2 separate regions of the Gossypium hirsutum genome follow, and region 2 is linked to region 1. Evidence: chromatin contacts called from public Hi-C data. All regions are on one chromosome and are shown on one strand. Each heading gives the region's core, a stretch centred on a gene start, on an enhancer-like site or on the middle of the called end of the contact. The rest is flanking DNA. Distances are from core to core; before and after follow the strand shown. Region 1 holds the start of LOC107888693 (probable N-acetyltransferase HLS1). Region 2 holds the start of LOC107899426 (formamidase).

Evidence for each region. Hi-C and Micro-C count contacts between places; a contact is called where the count stands out from the background.
Region 2: a Hi-C map of leaf shows a contact between it and region 1, with 4 times the contacts expected there. The contact joins the promoter of LOC107899426 here to the promoter of LOC107888693 in region 1. A contact is called at or near these places in 6 of 34 Hi-C or Micro-C datasets (leaf and seedling).

What each region holds. Positions count from the first base shown.
Region 1 is chrA11:63,146,901-63,152,083 of Gossypium_hirsutum_v2.1, forward strand. LOC107888693 (probable N-acetyltransferase HLS1) reads right to left here and starts at 3,256. Exons shown (of 3, transcript XM_016812865.2): 1 at 2,832-3,256; 2 at 2,525-2,693; 3 at 1,430-2,428. The coding sequence starts at 3,011. The coding sequence ends at 1,554.
Region 2 is chrA11:63,616,690-63,621,872 of Gossypium_hirsutum_v2.1, forward strand. It overlaps LOC107899426 (formamidase), which reads right to left and starts at 2,306. Exons shown (of 7, transcript XM_016825138.2): 1 at 1,844-2,306; 2 at 908-1,145; 3 at 625-815; 4 at 226-461; 5 at 1-131. The coding sequence starts at 2,062.

The DNA.
Region 1 (5,183 bases), core at 2,006-4,505:
TCCAATCTAATTCTTCAATAAACTCATCTAATCCGTAACCCATTTAATAAATTACTCGTATCCATCTAACTTAATTCATTGAAATAATCAATCGAATAAACTCAATAAACTTCTTTTTGGTGGTTAGTTCAATCGAATTTTGGGGTTGCTTATAACCAAAAAATAAAAATTAGATTTTCCTTTATTAATATATATTTATTTTCCATCCAAACTTTTTTAAATATAAAGAGTTAATTATATCATACATCTCCAAGCTATAACTTTTTTTATTTTAAATTAGTACTCAAACTTTAAAATATTCTAATTATATCTCAAATTATTGAAATTATATCAATAAGGTCTTTCTATTGCTAAAATTGTTAATTTAATCAGATCTTATGCGACATAGATTAAAATGAAAAAGTTAAAGAAAAATAAATATTGTAACCATGAATGTAATGAACAAATTGATTTTAAGATTTATAAAATTTTTATAGTTTATTCACTCCTATAAATATTTTAAAAAATCAAAATAAATAAATAAATGAGGTTTAAATTCAAAAAAATATTAATAATAGCTAATTGAATTGAATTGACATCCAATTAATAAATTGAGTTTGTTATTAAAATGGAAGCCGATTGAAAAAAAAAATCGTACATTCTATCCTATTCCTTTCAGTTTGAATTTCAATCTTGCCTTTTAAAAACAAATAAAAGTAAAGCCAAAAGGCATAGCAGCTAAAATACAAAGTCTTCCATATCATTAATCTCTCATTCTTATTATTTATATATAGACTAGACTCTCTACTTCATCCCAACCAAAAAAAAAAATCATAATGGATATTCTTCTTCGTTGTTAGGGAGAGAATTTCATATTTCTTTCTCCACCACCCCTTTAATTAGAAAGATACTAAGATCTCCATTAATATTTTCCAAATTAAACAATGATAGAGGTAGTTGTGTCGCTATCTAAAAGCATATAATCATATTTTTTATGCTCTAAATACCTGCTAGAAAAATATTAATTTAAAAAAAAAAAATCTCTACACTTTCGAGTAGGTTTTCATAATTATTTATATTTTAAAATTCAAAAAAGTTATAATTGAAAAGGTGTTTGGATTACTTACTCTTTTCTTCATTTTCAAAATTAATAGAAAATTTTAAGGGTTTTATCCCTATTCTGAAAAATAATAAAGCCCAAGAGTTCATTGGAGTTTTTTTTTTATTTTTTATTTCAAGTATATTCTGATTATACGTTATTCTCATTCCTATAGAGAGAAAACCGTTTTTAAACATTGGAACAACTAAAAAGAAAATTCTGTAAAAAGATATTCAACCCCGCTTCTAAAACTAAGGCTTTGTTTGGCTACTACAGGATCTTTAAAGCCACATCCCATTTACTAAAAACCAAAATATCTACAGCCAAAAAAAAAGAAAAAAAAAGAGGATATTCATTTTCTTTTTCACACAAAGACCCATATCTTCTAATTCCCTCTTTTTATCTTCCCCAAAATTATTTGCAAAAGAAAGGAGAGAGAGAGAGACTAAGATTTTCCTTCTTTGTAGGTTAGATTTTAGACTTCTCTAGGATCTACAAATATGGAAAGTCCAGGGGGTGATTTAGTCCAGTCACCGACAGACCCGTCACTGTATTCTTCCCCGAGTCGCTTGATACACCATAAATCTTGATCACATGATAAACTCTTCCAATGTGGGACCCCCATTTTCAACGGCTCAAGAGTCGCCACCTCAGTCACCACCACACTGCACTCTCCTTGTTTAGCCAAGTTATGCGCGTGTGCACACAATGCATTCACAAACTTGGCCGCGCGTGGACCTTCCCCTCCCAAACCGTACAAAAAGTGCAAACTGAACGGCCTAAACACTTCCGGGATCGACGGTAATCTAAAAAACGGCAATAACTTGTCCACGATCCTTGTCGTTTTAGCCAACGCCTTCGTCATCCTCGACGCCCCTCGAACTTCCAGCCTAAACACGTCCTTGCTATTCCAAACACTCAAAACAGCCCACGACTCTGGCGGGTCTGGTAAAAACTTATCCGACCCGGGCCAAGACTTTTGCGTGTAACAGCCTCCACGTGGCACGGCCAAAAAGGTTCCAATGTTAAGTCTATTATTAAGAACCGAGTCAATGTCGCGAGGGAAGAACTCGGTGGTGGAGAACCGGCGGCGGTATAGCAACTCAGTGTCGGACGGCGGAAGCTTGATTAGAGTGACCCGATTGGAAACGGGGAGTTGATGAGCGAAAACGGGGTTAACCAAAATAGTAGGAGTACGGAACTTGGAGTAACCGCATTTATCAGTGAAGAGCTTAACAGAAGGTTTGTTGTCGTTTTCCGTTGCTAAGTAGGAATATTCAGCGCCGTTTAGGACAAACCAATCTTCCATTCCTCGGACCAACTTTAACCCAATTCCCATTCTCTTGTGGATAAAAAACCCAACAAAGAAATCAAAATAATTCATTTACTGATGTATTAACGTACTAAAAATGGTTTGTTGGGGCATTTATAGTAAATACCGGTGGGAAGGGGAGACCCGAAGGCCTAAAATGTAAGCGAGTTTGGTGTATACGGGGAAGGGTTTAGTGGGATGATTGCTTTCGCTATTGCGATAAAGCTTTTTGCCGCATGTAACGGTTTTAATGCAACCTCGAATCATCCCAACTATTTCTTTTGTTGAGCTTAACTCAGCCACCTGCTTGTTTACAAAGATGCAGAAAATATTAATGTTAAAGGCTGTATTTATTATACGTAGATAAATAGTGGAATTTAGTAATGGAGATTATTTAAAAAAAAAAGGGACAAAAGGGAGGAGGGATATCATATACAGTACCAGCATGAGAAAAGCAGGGGAATGGCGGACCCGGCAAATAGGGTCGCCTAAGAGGTCGGTAAAGAGAGAGAGTTTGCCGCTGGGACCAACCTCACATCTTTTTTCAACTTCTTCTACACTTGTTAAATCCTTGCTCGGATCAAACTCTCTTATTACTAAAACACACTTGTCATCTCCCATGATTTTTTCTTTTTAACTCTCAATTGCACAAGTAAAGAACAACGGACACCACTTCTGCAAGACACCACGAATGAAGAAAAAGCTTTGGAAGTCTCTGGAAACCAGAGATTGTTGTATGTTAGGTTTACTTTTGAGGAAGAGGAGATACTGAGAAGTTCATCGACAGAGAAACAATCGGGTTGAAGCTGCCTCTTAAATACTAATGAATTGGGGAATATTTTTATTTTATAAAAGAACAAAAGCCTTTTTATTTACTCCCCCCCCCCCCTCTCTTTCTCTCTCTCGTCTCTCAAGAATAGAATCTCAATCACTCTCCTTTTTGTTTTTAATAATTCAGTGCTTTGAAGTCCCTTTCCCTTCTTCTGTCTTCTCTTTTGTCTGTCCATGTATCTCCCCTTTCTCCCACTTTTAAGACTAGTGACAAATGTTGTCATAAATAAAATTTAAATGGGAGCAGTAAATAAAAGAATATTATTAATCATCACAAAAAAAGGGGGGAAGTGGAAATGGCGGCTATGGCTGCGGGTCTGCTCAGTGTTTTCTTTTTGATTAATTTCTCTGCCATTTGGCAAAAATATTTTCTCAATTTCTTCAAATCATCCTTACCAAAATAATTTAATTCTATTAATATTTTCATCAATTATACATCATTTTAATTATTGATATAATAACAAAACGTACACTCCACCATATCCCACTAAATTTTAATTAATTTTTAATTTGTACCATTAAATTTTCAAAACTTACAAAAATATCACTAATATTATCGTATTATTATAAAAATATCATTAATATTATCAGATTATCACAAAAATGTCACTTTAACAGTGTTTAAAAATATATTTTTATATTCACCAAAAATATATTTTTTATTTCTTTTCTTTTTTTCCTTTTTTTATTTTCTCTCTTTTCCCTTCTTCTTCTTCTTCCTTTCTTTCCATCTTATCTCCCTTTCCAGTAAACCCTATCCGCCACCGATTCCACCATCGCCAGTGGCTTCCTCGGACATCGAACCCACCGGTGGATCTCCCAAGACTATCCCTTGATATCGATAAGCCTAGCCCCAACCCTTAAACCCATCAACGTTTGAAGTTTTTTTCTTTTTCAACATTTAAGCTTGAAAATGAAGAGAATATGATTGACTTCAGCATATGACGACAACCCCGAGGAAGAAGGTGTATAACTAATGCGTGGAGTTCTATGTGCTTTTTTTATTTTATTGCAAAGTTTCTAATTTGTTTTTTGTTACGGTAGGGAAAGAAAACATGGAAGCATTTTGCAACTCATATTTAAGGTTCTTTTTGGTTACTACATGTTAGCCTTTTCTTCTCTATTTGTTTTCATTTTTCGTCTTTTTGCTCTCTCTTTCACTCTAGATGAAGCATGACGTTTCTTTGAAGAAAAAAGTTCATTCAAAATGTTTTTGTTGTTTTTAAAGACCCTGTCTTGATTTTCTTTTTTGTTGTTTTAGATCTCCTAAAATTTTTTTTTATGATTGTATCTTTAATTTCCTCTTTAGCTTTTTTGGAAAAGCGACAGGGAGTGCAGCAGCTGCCACCATATCAGACCCTTTGGGCAACCCAGACCCAATGAATCGAAAACATCAATTAATTTTGCTTTTTTATTTGATTGGCTAATTTTGTTTGTTTTCTTTGAAATTAGAAAAATAATAATTATAAAAAGACTGAACTTTGTTTAAGAGAGATGAAAAAGGATTAGGAGGTCGGTGGACTCAATCCATTAGGCACAAAATGGCATGGGATGGTGCGGAAGAGCAGCATGAAGAGAACAGCCGATGAAAGCCATCGATGGTGGTGAAATCAGTGGCAACTAGGGTTGGCTAGGGAAGGTAAATGAGAAGAAGAAGAAGAGGAAGAGGAAAAAAAATATATATTAAAAAAGAAAGGAAATAATTTTAGTATTAAAATAAAGTCAAATCATTGTTTCCGTTACCAATAAACGGTTTCCCATCAATAAACGGTTTAATGATATTTTGTAATCATCTGAAAATATTAATGGTATCTTTTTAAATTTTAAAATTTCAGTTAAAATAATTAAAAATTAATTAAAATTTAGTGACATCTGGTATAATTTATCCAAATAATAAATAAATTTTTAATATTTATATATTATATTATTTTGGTTTTTATTCTAAAACAATCTAAAAATTGT
Region 2 (5,183 bases), core at 1,056-3,555, 470 kb after region 1:
TTCCCTCAAAAACCAACCATTCCGAGAATCTCGGTTCCACTGGTCCGATCTCAAAGATCGGATTTACATGAAGAGGGGTTGGCCCCATTGGAGTAAGGTACTCTTTCATTCCACCTCTTATAATTTCACACCTATTAAACCAGGTACCAGTTATGAAAGCAATTAAATTTATGCAACAACTCTGCGAATTACTAAATTTCCGGTGCGATGAAAATTGAAACTCACTTAAGCTCAAGAAAACCACTCATCTCAATTGCTCCACAGAATGAGACTTCACCATCACCTTGAGAGAAATGCATGTCACCAGTGCTAAGGTTAGCTCCTTCAACAAACACGGGAAGATATATTTTAGAACCTCTACTAAGGTTTTTTATGTCACAATTTCCACCATTTTCTCTTCCTGGAATAGTCCTCGCAGCCTCCTTAGCAATCTTTTCCCATTCAGCAGTCCCCTTTTTTATCTACACATTGTCATCATTACAGTACATTATGATATTATCACTCTCTGGTTGAAAATTGCATCTAAGTAAGCATATCATGGCCTACTAATTGCAGTTGAATCTCAAACACGAAGGCAGCCTGCAAGACATTAAGCTACTGATCAAGCAAACTGATGCAAACTACCTTCCCCAAATGGCAGCCTTTGGTTGAAGGAAGGTTTGCCAATGGTCGTGAATGCAAAACTTCACATAGTTTTAGGGACTTGTGGCCATTTTCTTCTACTTCTCTTTCTCTTTCATTCCATATATTCAGAAGTTCCATTGATGGTGCCGTTCCAATTATTCCCGGATGAGTCAACCCCGGAAATCTCACCCCTGCAGTTCATATGAACCTTTTTAAATGACAATAGAAACAAAGGGAAGCATTTTGACAGCTTATAACTAGTGGGAATTAATGGAAATTGCACCCGGTATATGAGGAGAGTAGGCATAGATTCCTTCAAAATACCAAATAGCTTTTGTTGCACATGGAAAATGGTCCGTCAAAAACCCTCCTCCATTTTCTCTGTCAAAAGTTGCTGTATAACCCCATTCATCACCCGGTAAAGGACCCAGGTTACATATTTCCACTGCAAGAAGATCACCTGGCATGGCAGGTGTCTCATTCTTGTCTACAACTCTTATAGGCCCACTCAGATAATGAACCTGTATCATTTGCATAATATTTTTATATCATAACCAGTAGGTTCAATTCAAAGATTATTTATCTGACATAAGATGTTATATTTAGCTTATTTCTTTTTTCCCTGACTCAGATAATGGAGTTTGTTTACTTACAGTGGAGAGGTCTATGAATTTTACATCAGCTGCAGAATCATCATCTTTTATGACACTTCCAGTCCAGTCTACCATTTCTACTCTAAAGACCTCACTGACCTTAACATGGGCAACCGGAGGGATTTCAGGGTGCCAACGATTGTGAAGAGGTAGAGCTTGTTCCCATGGCTTCTTCTTCAAATCTACTGACACCACTAGCCTTGGAGTTGGAGGAGCCATGGATTAAGCTTTGGGGAAAACAGGGAGATTGTTGAGATATTTGTTTCAGTCTTGCCAAATGTCACCCACTGAAGCAAGTATTGACTCTTGAGTCTTGACCAATACTCTACTTGCTGACAAATGGGGTTCGACCATTTTTCCAATGGTCCCATTTTGGTTTTACTAGACTGAAATACCAAGGTTCACTAACTAGACAACAGGGTTTGATTAAAATTGCCAATAAGAAACATTGGAACTTATTGTTTACTTGAAAAATGGTTAAGAAAAATTATAGGAACAGCTTTATGTTGCAGTAGAAGTTGAAAGAAAGGAAAGTGGGGAGGCAAAAGATGGAGGTAGAAACTCACAATAGATTGATCAGCATGCTTGACATCTTCGGCAGAGTAGTCACTTGTTATTCCACCTCCACTGAAATCCACCATTTCAACTCTGAAAACCTCTCCATCTTTAACCTCTGCAACAACTGGTATGTCGGGGTGCCACCGGTTGTGGAGGGGATGTTTTTGTTCCCATGGCTTTTTCTTCAGGTCTATAGGCACCACTACCTTTGCAACATAGTGAGCCATGGCTCAAGTCTTGAATTACAAATAATAGGTCCCGAAACCCTTCATTTTGGATAGCTATGGGTTGGGAGTTGGGATTTTTTTGCTTTGATGGATGGACCACTTGGAACTGACTTCACAACTTACCTTGGATTTTCTTCTAGGACAGAGTAACAGTTATTAGATGGCTATTTGGTAGAATCACGGAAGTGAATGCAAGTGGTATCTGACTCAGATTTGCGTCAATACATGGTATATTTGACATAACCATCCAATCCTTTACCAAAAACATTATGGTTGATTATATTTCTTAAATGAACCAACCCAACGCTTGGATTGTTTTTTCACCTTTTATTCTTTTTAAGTTAAAATTGTTAAAAATAAATAAAATAACAACCCCACTTTGACTCTCTTGCTCTCAATTCTTTTAACTTAATAGATAAAATATTCTCAAACTAAAAATATAATTCATCTGCACAAACCCAGAATGCAAAATAATTTATAAGAATCCGCTCAAATTAAATTTGCATAGAATATGTACAAAATTTGTATTAATACAATAACTCCTTCAAACTTGAACCTTAAAATCTTAAAATCTCATTTGTGAAACTTTATACACAATTTGAAACCAAGTCCCAATTCTAGATGAAATTTCCTAAATCCTAAACTTAAAAACACTAAAAATCTTTCAAGTCTTTATTTCAAAATCAAAGTAAAATCTCTACATAGCCAAGAATAGAGTCATAAAATGGAGCTGAAATCGGGGCAATAGTTGTGCTTTTAAGTGCTCAGCAATGAATATGGAAGATTTGAGGCGATGAAGACAGCAGTTTAAAAGAATGGGCTGCTCTCTAGATTCCGAACAAGGACCGGTTTGAAATGGGCCTAGTGCGAGGCTCCTTACCCGTTTTGACTTTCATAGATGGGTTTTCCATGGAAGACGAGCCATTTTTGAGTTATAAAGATGTTTGGTTATAGGAAACTACTTTTGTTTCTTTCGTCATTTTGGGTTTGATTGAAGGCACTTTTGAGTTATAAAAATGTTGAGTTATGAAAATTAAAGACGCAGCTAGGAAGTTAAAAAGAAAAAAAGAAAAGACTTATCCTGAAAGAGAGAAGAAAAAGATAAAGATAGAATAGGGAAATAAAAGGGGTGAATTACCTAAAAATACTGAAATTTTAGAAATATGATTAGATTAGGCTGGTTTTTTTTTTGTTGAAATTTTCTAGATTAAGTCGATTTTGGAGAGAGAAAAGAAAAACACGTCTAGTTGAACGCGTTTTCAACGGATTTGGCAGGAAAACGCTTCCAGCTGGATGTGCTTTCCTGCTCGGTCTGTAAAGCGTATCCAGCTGGACATGTTTTCCTTTTCTCTTCACGGTTCATTTAAGGGTTTTTTTTTTTAAAAATTAGGGTTAAGGTTTAGAGCTTTTTAACGGTTTTTGTTTAGGATTTGTAAGGATTTTTAGAGTTTAGGATTTAGGTCTTAAAAATATTATTTTAGGGTTTTTTTTACTTTTTAACATTTTTATATATTTTTTAGAAATTTTTTATAATATTTATATTTAATGGGAAATATAAATTTTAGAATTGTTATAAATATTTGAGTTTTAAAAATAATATTATTTTGAATTTTTTGTCACTATTTTGAGACCAATTTGGTAATTTTCAAAATTGACAAGTATCGAAAGGATATTTACACCAATCTGTTATTTGGATTATTTGAATTGTAAAATTTAACTCGATTCAAAATTGTGAAAAATAAAATAAAAAATAAAATAAAGAACACACAAATTTTACGTGGAAACCTTTTCAGGAAAAAACCACGGGCAGAGGAGAAGAAAATTCACTATGTCAAAAATTTTGAACCAATACAAGAGGAATAGACTATGTCTATTTATAGGCTTGTAAAGCCATATTCTAATAGGATTGAAACACCTTATCCTAATCAATATAAAATAGATGAAGTTTAATAAGGTTTAAAAAACCTTATTCTAAAATAAAATAAAAGAAGTCTAGTTCTATATGGATTTTACTTTTATTTTTTTTTCATCGTATTTTATTTAAATAAGAATTCGGGTCACTTAATTCTAACAATCTCCACCATGACACAAATTCTCAATGAACAAGTTCTTCATCGCGAACTTTTAATGAACAAGTTCTCCACCTCTTCCATAAAACCCCTTAAGGGTTTAACTTCAACAATGAACACCAACCAAGTCTAAGCAATGCTCAAACCTGGTTATAGGAAGTGACTTAGTCATCATATCTGCAGGATTTTCATGAGTACTAATTTTTCTCACAACAATATCACCACGAGCAATAATATCACGAACAAAATGATACCGAACATCAATATGTTTTGTTCTCTCATGAAACATTTGATCTTTTGTAAGGAATATGGCACTCTGACTGTCACAAAATACTGTACTAATTTGAAGGTCTTCATTGAGTTCACTAAGTAGTCCCTTCAACCAAATAGCTTCTTTACAAGCCTCAGCAATCGCCATGTACTCAGCTTCAGTGGTAGACAAAGCGACTGTAGTTTGCAAAGTGGCTTTCCAACTAATTGCATAACCTCCGATTGTAAAGACATAACCTGTGAGAGATCTTCTTCTATCAAGGTCTCCAGCAAAATCAGCATCAACATACCCTATGACTCCATCTTTAGTTCTTCCAAACTGTAAGCAAACATCAGTAGTGCCTTGTAAGTATCTTAAAATCCACTAAACTGCTTTCCAATGTTCTTTACCGGGATTTGCCATGTATTTGCTAACTGCACTGACTGCATATAATAAATCTGGACGTGAACAAACCATAGCATACATGAAAGATCCCACTGCACTAGAGTATGGAACGTGTGACATGTACTCAATCTCATCATCTGATTGTGGAGACAAAGCCGATAAAAGTCTGAAATGGGCTTCTAAAGGAGTACTAACAGGCTTAGCACTTTGCATATTGAACCTGTAAAGAACTTTCTCAATATACCCCTTCTGACTTAGGTACAATTTACTTGCTTTTCTATCTCTGAGAATCTCCATACCAAGTATCTTCTTTGCTGGTCCTAAATCTTTCATCTCAAATTCTTCACTTAGTTGGGCTTTGACCTTTCTTATCTCTCATTTATCTTTTGCTGCTATC